Linked DNA regions of Mus musculus: region 1 is linked to region 2. A link is a contact called in public HiChIP or PLAC-seq data. All regions are on one chromosome and are shown on one strand. The core of a region is the stretch at or near the end of the contact, and the rest is flanking DNA. Distances in the headings are between cores, read along the strand shown. Region 1 has its middle 12 kb from the start of Gm23058. Region 2 overlaps Pkib (protein kinase inhibitor beta, cAMP dependent, testis specific).

What was found. HiChIP or PLAC-seq counts read pairs in DNA pulled down with a chosen protein or histone mark.
Region 1: an H3K4me3 HiChIP or PLAC-seq map of bone marrow-derived macrophages shows a contact between it and region 2, with 5 times the contacts expected there. The contact joins two enhancer-like sites. A contact is called at or near these places in 4 of 39 promoter capture datasets (cranial neural crest, hippocampal neurons, pre-B cells and 1 more), 3 of 484 Hi-C or Micro-C datasets (pre-B cells, pro-B cells and regulatory T cells) and 3 of 115 datasets of contacts at active chromatin or transcription factors (astrocytes, bone marrow-derived dendritic cells and bone marrow-derived macrophages).

The regions. Positions count from the first base shown.
Region 1 is chr10:58,358,654-58,364,180 of GRCm38.p6, forward strand. It overlaps a transcript of Lims1 not described here. Among named protein-coding and RNA genes, the nearest start is that of Gm23058, 12 kb to the left of the region's middle. Within about 2 kb of position 2,163, at least 33 of the 459 cell types and tissues checked have an H3K27ac peak or open chromatin away from gene starts, as enhancers often do. A contact at or near this core is called in bone marrow-derived macrophages, where this site is marked.
Region 2 is chr10:57,741,073-57,746,965 of GRCm38.p6, forward strand. It overlaps Pkib (protein kinase inhibitor beta, cAMP dependent, testis specific), which reads left to right. Exons shown (of 5, transcript NM_001039051.2): 5 at 1-40. Among named protein-coding and RNA genes, the nearest start is that of Fabp7, 41 kb to the right of the region's middle. Within about 2 kb of position 2,844, at least 59 of the 459 cell types and tissues checked have an H3K27ac peak or open chromatin away from gene starts, as enhancers often do. A contact at or near this core is called in bone marrow-derived macrophages, where this site is marked.

The DNA of each region.
Region 1 (5,527 bases), core at 913-3,412, 620 kb after region 2:
TAGAGGCCAGCATTTAGTATCTGGTATTCCCCCTGTAATTGTATGCCTTATTTTTTCAGAAGTGTCTTTCACTGAATCTGGAGTTTGCAGTTTCCTAGACGACCTGGCCAGCACATCCCTCTGTCTCTATCTCTAACTCCTCCTCGGTGCTCGAACTAACAGCTGTGTGCTGGCACATCCAGCTTCTACAATGGCTATTAGGAATCCATACTGAGATCTTTTTTGCTGTTGTTTGTTTGTTCGTTTGGTTTTTTGAGACAGGGTTTCTCTGGCTGCCCTGAAACTCCATCTGTAGACAGGCAGGGCTCAAGCTCAGAGGTCCATACTCAGATCTTAATGCTTGAACAGCAAGCACTTTTCCTATTGAGCCATCTTCCTAGATCTATGATGATTGCACTTCTTATTTTTTACATTAAATTTATTTATTTGTATGTGGGAGGGGGACATAAGGGGCACAGCATGAGTGTAGAGATCAGAGAAGTATCTCTCCTTCCAGCATATGAATTCTGACATTAAACAACAGTCACCAGACCTAGAAGTATGTACCTTTTGCACACTGAGCTGTCTCGCTGAAGTTCTTTTCTATAAAGCCTTCTATTAAATGGAACACTTAAAATGTTATATCTTGATCATTGAAAAGTAGCAGATTCACAAACAGGCACCAGAGGGTGCTGTTTCCTATCATTGACTGGGCTAAGTACTTGCTTGGTTGTGTTTGCCTTTACACAAACAGTTCCTTTCCTACATTACTGAATGTTTTTGTACACTTTTTGGGTTTTTTTTTTTCTGTCCATAATGCAAAGAAATGTTGTTTGAATCCTCACATAAATTCTGTAAATTGCAAGTTAACGTATTTTTAGGTTTTGTTTGTTTGTTTGTTTGTTTTTAATGTCCATTGGTATTTTGCCTGCATATATGTCTGTGTGAGGATCTTAGATCCCTTAGGTCCCCTGGAGCTGGAGTGGCAGACAGTTGTAAGCTGCCATGTGCTTGCTGGGAATTGAACCTAGGTTCTTATTGGAAGAGCTGCCAGTGCTCTTAACTGCTAAGCCATATCTCCAGCCCACAGATTAACTTCTAAGTAGTCCTTTGGTATTCTTATTTACTGTCAGTTGTTTGTTTGTTTGTTTTTTATCATCATCATACCTACTCATTGGTATCTGCTCTATAAAAGTCAGTGTACTGGGAATCTTACAAATGTTGAATTTTTTTTTTTTTTTTTTTTTTTGTAATTTTGTAATTTTGTTCTAGCCAGGCACAACACACCTTTATTCCCACCACTCAGGAGACAGAGCCAGGAGGAGTTCCAGACCAGCCAAGTTCGTTTCAAAATAAATAAATCAAACAGGGTTTTACTACATAGGCCCAGACTAGTCTCCAGTTCTGATTCGTGGCCTCCGAGTGCTGGAGTTATATGTGAACAACACCACACCCTGTTAGATGTGTTTTAGACCAAGAGATTTGAGCGGTTTTGTTGTTGCTTTGAAGCACAGTCTTCAAGGTTGCCCAGCTGGTCTTGCCACTGAACTTCACCTTTTACCTCTGCAGTAGTCCTCGGAGGTGCACCAGTGTACAGAGCACACTACACAGGTAGGTAGCTGCCGCAAGCTCCTCCTGCCAGTCAGTCTGCCAGTGTACAGTTCATGGAAAACTAAATTAGATAATGACTTTCGCCATTCAGTAGATTGTAAAGTAACCTCCCTCAGGTGGGTCATGGATGTGATTTGAAAGTCTTAGAAAGCTCTTTCTACCCCAAAATAAATTTTACCGTGGTTCAGTTTCTTTGTTTCTAGTCACAATATGACTACCAAGTGAAGATGTTTTGTGAGGAATTTGTAGTTTTAAAAATTAATACTTTTTATGTTAAATTACTTTATGGTTTGTGGGGGGTTGGTTTTGTTTTGTTAGGTATTTTTATTTTTTGCCAAACTTTAGTAGAATAGAAGTTACTGTTTTATGTCCTAGAAAGAAAATAAGCTTAATTTGTGCTGTGTTTGGGAGGAGAGATTGAAGCTGAGGTCTCTAGATACTGAACATTCCATGTCAGATAACACTGCTAGTTTGGAAATTTATTTAGGATTAATTAAGCCTTGCTCACTGGATACCAGAAGCCTGGGGAGGTATGACTCATTTAAGGAAAAGGAGGAAGTTTATATTCTCCAAGAGGAGTAGGCTTTTTTTTTTTTTTGGTTGGTTGTGTTTTGGGTTGTTGTCGTCCTACTCAGCTGTATGGCTTGTAGTGCTATCTACTAAGTAGTGAGGCTCCTTGGCCTGGGTACTCATCAGCCCGCCTGTTTCTTCTCTTATGTTTGTACCAGTGCAGGTGTAGGTGAGGCTGAGGACCAGTTTTTCTTTTCATAAACCTAGCCCTGGGTCTTTCAAGCATTAAATGACTGTGTGGTCTTTGGGACATTCCTTCTCTAAGTGTGGTATCCAGTGTTTACATCTGCTAAAGAAAAGAAAAAAAAATCTGATAACTGGATGCACTTAAAATATTTAGCATCCAGAGTTTTCCAAAAGTTTGGTAACCCTTGCCATAGGAAACACTGAAAACTAAAGTGAGACAGCCCGTGATTTGGAAGGAGAGGAAGGACTGTGCTCGGAGAAGAAGGCCAGACTCATACAGGCCTAGAGGGCTGTTGTCACATATAGAGTGGAGTGGCTTTGGTATGTCCTAAGGCTTCATGCTGAGCATCAGCAACTCCAGGTCTTGACAGGCCTGTATACCTGGAATCCCTGCATTCAAGAGTGAGACAAGAGGAGAAAAAGAGGCAAAGCAAAAAGAGATGGAGACCACAGTCTACATTTTTAAGAAGTTCACTGAAGTAAGACTCTATAGGAAGTCAGCCACCTTGTCTGGCAGATTGTGTCTTTGTGAACCAAGGGCCCTGTTTTGTAAGTTTCAGTTACAGTATGGACATGTGCTGGTATATATCTGTAGACATAACTAAAATAAGCCTCACAATCTAAATTCCTCCTCGTGTTTCTATGAAGTTCCTGAACTTGAGTTACCCAGCAAATACTTGTTGTCTACAAGCTGTTTGCCACACTCTAGGGATCATTGAGGAAAATGGCCCCTCAGTGAGCATCGTATGGTGGGACAAATGTAAGGGTGTTTCCTGTGACGTTCAGTGAAATCTCAGCCAAGAGCTCCCACTGCCTCATTGGGAAGGCTCCAGAGAATGGGAACAGCATGAACCGTGAGTTCATTTGGATAGAGAATAGCAGAGTCAATAGCTGTGCTGATCTGGGGTACAGTGAGGAAGAAGCCAGTTAGTTGTTGGAAGAAGCAGGTAAATCTCTGAGTTCAAGACCAGCTTTGTCTATATAGTGATTTTCAGGCCAAGACCACATAGTGATACCTTGTCTCCAAAAAAAAAAAAAAAAAAAAGGTATTAAGTTTCAGGGAAAAGAGGGGAATACTAAAATTTACATGTGGATTAGTAATACTGTGCACAAAGTTTCTATATTCTTTTGTTGTTGTTTGTTTTGTTTTATTTTTCGAGACAAGGTTTCTCTGTTTCTCTGTGTAGCCCTGGCTGTCCTGGAACTCACTCTGTAGACCAGGCTGGCCTCGAACTCAGAAATCCGCCTGCTTCTGCCTCCCAAGTGCCGGGATTAAAGGCATGCCACCACCACTGCCCAACTTCTATATTCTTTTCATATTATTTACTTACTGGTTTTAAAGTGTGTATGTAAGCCCTTATTTACTACTTAGTTATGCTTAAAAGCAAGGCTTCCCTTTTGTTCTTACTTGTTTTGTTTGTTTGTTTTTCCAGACAGTGTTTCTCAGTGTAGCTCTGGCTGTCTTAGAACTCACCTAGTAAGTACATCTCACTCAGAGGTCTGCCTACCTTGGCCTCCCGAATACTGGGATTAAAGACATGCGCTACTACCACCCAGCTTCTCACGTTGATTTTTTTCATTTTATACTGCCCAATAAGTTTCATATTACTGTTCCTTTACATGAGTTCCTTATTTAAATCTTCTGTTTGGAAGTTGCATAGTTGGAAATTAATAGGCTAACTGGATGATGGTGGTGTTTTCAGTGCTGAGCCTTGGTATGGTTAGCAAGCACTCTAAGATACACCCCTACCCCAAAATATGTTTTTAGAATTGATTATGTATCAAATGGTGGCTCTTTGTGTTTCTACTCATGCAGTAATAATTTGAACATTAACATAACAGTGCTGGTTTTCTGAAAAGTGTGTGCTTGTACTATCTGTGGGAGCCACATGGTGGCAGAAAGAACACTTAGAAATGGAAGCCTTGCATAGGCTTGACTTTGTGTGTTTATTTTGGCTCGCTCTAGTATAGAGACTCACAGGGTCTCACTCTAGTCCAGGCTGGCCTCAAAATCACTGTGTAGTCCAGGCTGGCTTCAAATTCTGGTGATCCTCTTGTCATAGCACCCATAGTGTCAGAGCTATAGGCAGGAGCCACCAGGCTGGTTTCATTTCTTTGCAATAGAAGTTAATAAAAAATAACTTCTAAGCATTCTTAAGATGCATCAGCCATCTTAAGTAAAATATCACAAATGTACTTGAAAGCTCTTTGCATACTTTCTTCTATTTAGCTGGTCTCCCTGTGCTTTTCCTCCAGGAGACAACTCTATTGAATTTAGCCTGTCACCTCTATGCATGCCTTTATGGTTTTGTTACATATTTATATTTTTAAATAGTAACATAGGTTGTTTCTTTATTATGATTTTATATACTGTATACTTTTGTGTTAATAAGCAAGCTGCAGTGAATTAGTTTGTTGTTGTTGCTATTTGATACTATGTTGAAGAAACTATAACCTTTAAAATTAAGTTCCTTATTTTGAGAGAGGCAACATGGTGCTGTGGTTATAAATAAGGCCTCTGTGCCCATTCAGATCCTGCTACTATCACATGGCAGTTTTAGGCCTTATTCCTGCTTATACAAAATAGGATACCACTCAGGATTAAATCAACTAAAGTGTAAAGCATTAACATCATGATTGTTGCGATCTGCTGTCTTTAATACCACAGTTCTATAAACTTAGCATGGAGTGGATTTTGTGTTGTTTACTGAGCCCCAGTGGAATAGAGGTCATCTTGCAGTACAAGAATAGTGAGTAGTGGGAAATAGGCCTTGAGGGCAGTTGTGGTGGTTACCTTCGGAAGATGGATACTTTCTCTACAGTAGAAGGGGTCATCTACTAAGAGTGGAAAATCAGGGTGTGACAGGAATGGAGGATTGGGGAGAGCTGTTCAGGATTCGAAGTGTTCTTGTTCAGGACATGATTCAGCTAGAAGCAGGTAAAGGAATCACCCATGTAAGTGTATGTGCTATTCTTGATTGTGTGGATTTATTCTTAGCAACATGTTGCCCTGAAAAAGCCTGAACCCTGCTCCAATCCCAACACACACACACACACACACACACACACTGAATGCCTCTATTCTGCTCCTGTAGCTTATACTGTTGTGTGAAGGACCATCAAATTCTGCATCTCCACGTTTATAATCCTTTCCATCCTGAATTCACACTCTTTATAGCTT
Region 2 (5,893 bases), core at 1,594-4,093:
GTCTTATCGGGATGTGACTAAGAGTCGAGCATCCTACTGCAAAAAGAAGTAATGCATTATCTTCAGGGGTCTGGGAACATTGGATGTATGATGGGAGGGATGAGGGATAGCATAGGAAAGAGAGAGGAGAGGTTGACTGGGGAAGAAGAAGAGGAAGGAGAGAAGAGTAAGAGAAGAGGGAAGAGAGGAAAGAAGAGGACAGAAAAGTGAGGAAGGTAGGAGAGAAGAAAGGGGCAAAGAAGACAGGGGGGCAAAGGGTGAGGAGGAGAGAGGGAGAGAGGGGAAAGAGGAGAGAAGAGAGGAGCAAAGAGAGAGAAGACATGAGAAAAAAAGATGAAAGCATGAAGGGGAGATGAAGGTGAGGAGAAAGGACAGGGACATAGGAGAGTGGATATGAAGAGAAGGTGGGGGGAGGGCAGGACAGAGGCCGGCTGAACACACAACAAGCGTAGCAGCCTGTCTCTGCATACCTGGCATCTTCCAAGCTCAATGCAGAGGCTTTCTCTCATGGCCCTGGTTAATTATTTCATGCTCTTTGCTCCAGTTTCTTAATGTGTAAGCTGGTGAATTATTATAAAGGTAAAGGAACCAAATATTGGCAAAATTCTGAGAACAGTGCCAGACACACAGCAGAAATTGCTGCTATCTGCCAAAGCATAGAGGCTTGCCACAACTTTAAGACCCCTGATTTATTTCCAGATTATGTAACAAGACATCTCTTCTCCCTCCTTTGTCTTTTCTCCACCTTCACAGTATTTTCTTGTCCAAAGCTATGATTGCTTCATTAGTGCCTTCCTTTATTCTTCCCAGTTAGTAATGGCAGTTCTCAGAACGTCAAATGCCTGCTGCTATTCAAAAACCAGAACCCTGGCTCAAAGGAAAGGTTGAAGCTTGTGTTGTTAACACCGGGTTGAATCCAGGAGCCAATTTCTCATTGAGCATAACACAGCAGAAACCGTGAGCCCGTGCTCCTGGGGAAATGGTGTTTGCTAAGCACACGAGAAAGCTATTTAATGCTTCAGGGAAATATTCATACAAAATTGTTGCTTCTGATTTCCACAAGTGAATAAAGGAAATTCCGAGGGTGGCCTTGAGAACTCACACAGCATCCACGGAGAGTCAGGACAGAACTCTGAACCAGAGTGTGCACTGCTTCTCTTAAACCAAAAGGCCACACTGTCCATATTCATTCAGACAAGAGTTTTATTCAGTCGGCCTGAATCCTAGCGAAACCGAAAAGCTATATACAAGGAGAATCATATTAGAGCTATTTGTTTGCTTTTCCTTCTTCCTTCCTTCCTTCCTTCCTTCCTTCCTTCCTTCCTTCCTTCCTTCCTTCCTTTCTCTCTCTCTCTCTCTCTCTCTCTCTCTCTCTCTCTTTCTTTCTTTCTTTCTTTCTCTCTTTCTTCCCGCCTTCCTTTCTCCTCCTCCTCTTCTCTCTCCTTTTCTTTTTAATTTTAACATGATATTTTGTTTTTAATCTCTTGTTTATGTTTTCTCTCTTTTTATAGTACATATCTTTTGGGTCTCCTCCTCTCCCTTTCCCTCCTCCTCCTCTTTCTTTTTCCTCCTCCTCTCTCTCCCCCCCACAAAAGAGTTTAGATGACAAACCCAATAATCATTTAACTTATCATTAATTTTCAGAATGTGAACCAAATGGAAAATCTGTGGTAAACCCACAGATTGGGTAGATGACCATACTTGTAGGAGACAAGGATGAGTGTCTAGATGGGAGAGAGATAAAGTGCTACTCCCAGACTTAACCTTTGTGTGTGTCCTGGGGCTTCCCGCGACAGTGAATAGAACACAGAGACATTCTGAGACAGTATTGGGCACCTTTGGAGTACTACAACGGAAGTACCAGTGATAACCGAGAGACTGAAAAGGTGTGCTTGTGATTTCACAGGTTTCTGTGCAAGGTCATGGTGGGAGCATGCAGTTGGAAGACCGGTTCATCTCACTGTAGATTCCATCATAGATCCTACCTCCCACTACTCTGAATAGTACCATGGCTCTGATGAGGGAACCCTTCGGGGGACGGCCAAGCTGCAGACTGTAACAGGAGCAGCATACAAACAATCTGATATCCACTGACAAAAATTTGAAATCAGAGCATATTGAGCGCATGTGTTCTGTTCCATGTGCCTTGGAGGGGCACATGTGACTGCGCAGCTTCTCCAAGGTGTGGGCTAGCCCAGCTGCTGAGGCCTTGGGGAGCCACTCTTCAGAGAGTAAGATATTAAGAACAAAGGGCTTGTTACTCCTTTGATTCCATGGACTTGACTTTGGCAGTTCTGTGAGAGCTCCCAGCGCACTAAATAGACGTTCAGATATTCCTGTTTTATTTTTTTTTAATCGATTTGGATTTAAAATAACGGGGATTTACTTTTTCCTATCAATTTTTCGATGTCGCAGTGTGGTGGCTACTAAGAGGGACAGAGCAAGGCAGCCAGTTTGTGTGGATTTGGGTGGATTTCTACCTAAAATTGGGTAAATGATATTGCTTCTTGGGTAAATTATTTTGCTTACATGTTCACAAAATTAAATACTTATGTATGAAAATTCATAAAATGGACACCAGGTGGCGATGTCACTCTACCGCTAACACATCAAAGCCAATCTGCCCAGATTGCCCTAGGTTTCCAGATTATTTTTGTTGTTGTTGCGTTGTTTTTACTAATGCTGCTGTGTGTTGGTGGGGATTATCTTAAGCGGGCAGGGGTGGAATCACCAAACTACAGTTTTTCACACACACACCCCTCCCTGAAAAGATGCCTTATCGGACTATAATAAAGTACTCTAATCTGGCTACTGGTTTCTTTTCAATTTTAGGGAACACTATTGAACTTAGGTGCCAGGAGAGGGAGCTATAGTGCATCTTTAAAATAAACTTAGGCATGTATAAAGGCTACGGCTTTTTCTATTCAACAGTTTCTTTCTTATATGCAACACAACCAGCTAGATTTTATTTATTAATTTAATACGGTTGTGCACAATGCTTTTTTTTATTAAAATCAAATTACAAACAATTCTGAATTGTGTAAAACTTTAAGATTCAAATAGGCCTTTGATGCCTTTCAAGTTAGAAGCACTATTTGCCAATTGAGACTTATTTGGATCTCTCAAAGCAGCTTGAGGCAAGTGAATAACATGTGAATGGGCGTCTTTATTCTTGCCTTAGTGCAGAATATCTTCTATCAGAGCACAGCCTCCTTAGTGAGAAAATGGGACTCTTAAAAGAAAGGACATGAGGTTAACTGATTTGCCTGGTCTTCCCAGGGTGGGGGTGGAGGAGATAGCTATTTTCTCACTGTGTGCTGTGTGGGAACGTTGAATGTACAAAGAGGATGCTGGCCAAGAAGTCTTGGCAAGGAACTGTTGGGGACTAAAGGCACTGAGTATAGCTGCTGGTACCACTGGAGTATTTTCCCTAGAGAGGACACATGCAAGTGATAGCATGAGAAGAACATAATGTCTAACACTAAGCATTAACTATTATCCTAAGTGCTTCATACATAATTAGTTCTGACTATAGCCCTATGCATGAGAGCACATGGCCCAAAATGGCTACCCAAGATGAGCCCAGTAAGAGGCAAAGACAGGTTTTAAAGCAAGGCAGGCTGGCTTCAGAAATGGAACTTTCAAACTGTGGACTTCTTTTTTGTTTTATGGTTTAAGAGTTTATTATAGAAATGCAGGGGAAAGAGAGAAGAGAGAGAAAGGGGGAGGGGAGAGAGGAGAGGAGAAGACAAAGAGAAAGGAGAGGGGAGAGAGAAGTGAGAAAAGTGAGAGATAAAGGAATATAGGAGTAAGAGAGCCAAACTGTGGACTTCTATCATCTCCCCAGATAGCAAGAGACACTTCCATAATAGTTCTCTGATGTACACATATCATTCTGAGAGCTTTATTCACATGGGTCCTTATAAGTCATATACTCCCGTGGTATGGTACTACTATTGTCCCTGTTTTGCACCAGGAGAAACTGAGGCACAAATGAGTTAAAAGGTTAAGGTGATTATTGACGGTGAGGATGTGTTTAAAGGCAAGAATGCTTTTTATTGGGCTGGAGAGATGGCTCAGCAGGTAAGAGTACTGACTGCTCTTCTGAAGGTCCTGAGTTCAAATCCCAGAAACCACATACATGCACATGGTGGCTTACAACCATCCGTAATGAGATTTGACGCCCTCTTCTGGTGTGTCTGAAGACAGTTACAGTGTGCTTAATCATAATAATTAAATCTTTTTTTTTAAAGAAAAAGAATGCTTTTTATTTATAACAAAGTCCTTTTGAAGTTACAGAGCAGATGCAGAATTCAGTGTGGATTCCTCCGCCCCGGGGTTTCTTTTGCTTCTGTTTATGCCTCCCCTCCAGGTTCTCATGAGCTATACCATCTCTTTCTAAGGTACTGCTATAATCATTGAATGAATAATTTTTGTTCTTGGTGCCTATTAGCTGGGATTTAAGTACACACACAAGGTCACTAAACATGTAGAGAAAACAAGACACAACTTATTTCACTTCCTCTGCACTGAGGGCCACACCCTGTAATAATTCTGCTTTTACTACTTTTACAAAAGGTTGCAGGGTCATGACACATGTCTGCTTGCTTCCTGTTACCAGCCAGTCTTTGCTAGTATTCTCTGTTAACACAGACAGGCTGTCTGTAGGTCTCTGGAGCAGGTGTTCACCTCCCAGTGATAATTAACAAGTACACAGTCTCACTCCTCAGACCAGAACATCTCTGTCTCAAGAAAATGGAAGTTTATGAAATGGACCAGGAGGTAGTGAGGCAATGATTACTCCATGATGATCAGAGACTGGGGGGATGAACTGATCAGTTAACTCTGCCTATTAGCAGAAAATGAGGCTCAGCGGCTGGGTTATTCCATCACTAAATCCAAAAGAGGGAGAAAGAATACTTTGCTTCTTTGCAGGTACTCTTTTATTACACATTCCTAGAGTTTCAGTTTTCTTAAACTGAAGTTATAGGAAAGCTAACAACCTAGACTTGATAGTCTTTGAATTTGGGGATTTATTTTTGAGATATTTTAAAAGAATAAAACTCTGGCAATAATGGCCTGTTCACTCTTGCAAACAAATTTATATTTTATTTTCCCTGAACTACTTATTTTGTTTTTTTCTAGTTTGAGAGGAGACAGATGGGGCATATTGCATGTGATCTCCAGAAAAGTACACTCAAACTTGGTGACTTTGTTTCTCAGCATTGACTGAAGGTATTATTAGCAAGTTCTTCAATGCTCATGCATGACAGCTTAATTCTACACGAGTGTGCTGAGTCCTCAGTCCTTACTACCTCTCCAAGATATGGAAACATTTAGTTCCATTCTGATGCCTGCCTAACTTTCCTAGGTTGCGTACATGTTACACTGTGTTGCCTTGGTGATAAGCCCTCCTATTTCAGTGAGTTGAACTCATAAGAACTTCCTTCCTTGTGGAAAAAAGCTTCCTGTGCCCCTTCATTGCACCCCATTCCTGTTCCGGATGGCTCTGGAGTTCTCATAGAGCTATTAGGTCTTCAGTGGCCAGAGAGGGTGAAAAGAGGGCCCCCTCTATGGCTGCCTCTCTGAGTGCTCCTACAAAGCTTCTGCTGTCTCCTCCGTTCAGGATCAGCCAAATGATGAGCAGCAGCATCAGTGTGGGTCACATGACAGAGTAAGCTGTGATAAGTGAAGGCTACAAATGAGGCAATGGAGTGAACTCACAGAGGAAGGCTGAACTCAAAAGGAATGGCAAGTATTTCAGATGAGAGGTGCCGAGTGGCGACCAGAATTGCATAGGTGGATTGTTGAGTTTCACATTGTGGTACACACAGAGAAAAGCAAGGTTCAACATTGAAAATGAGGTTCTGCAAAGATCCCGAAGACCCAGGAA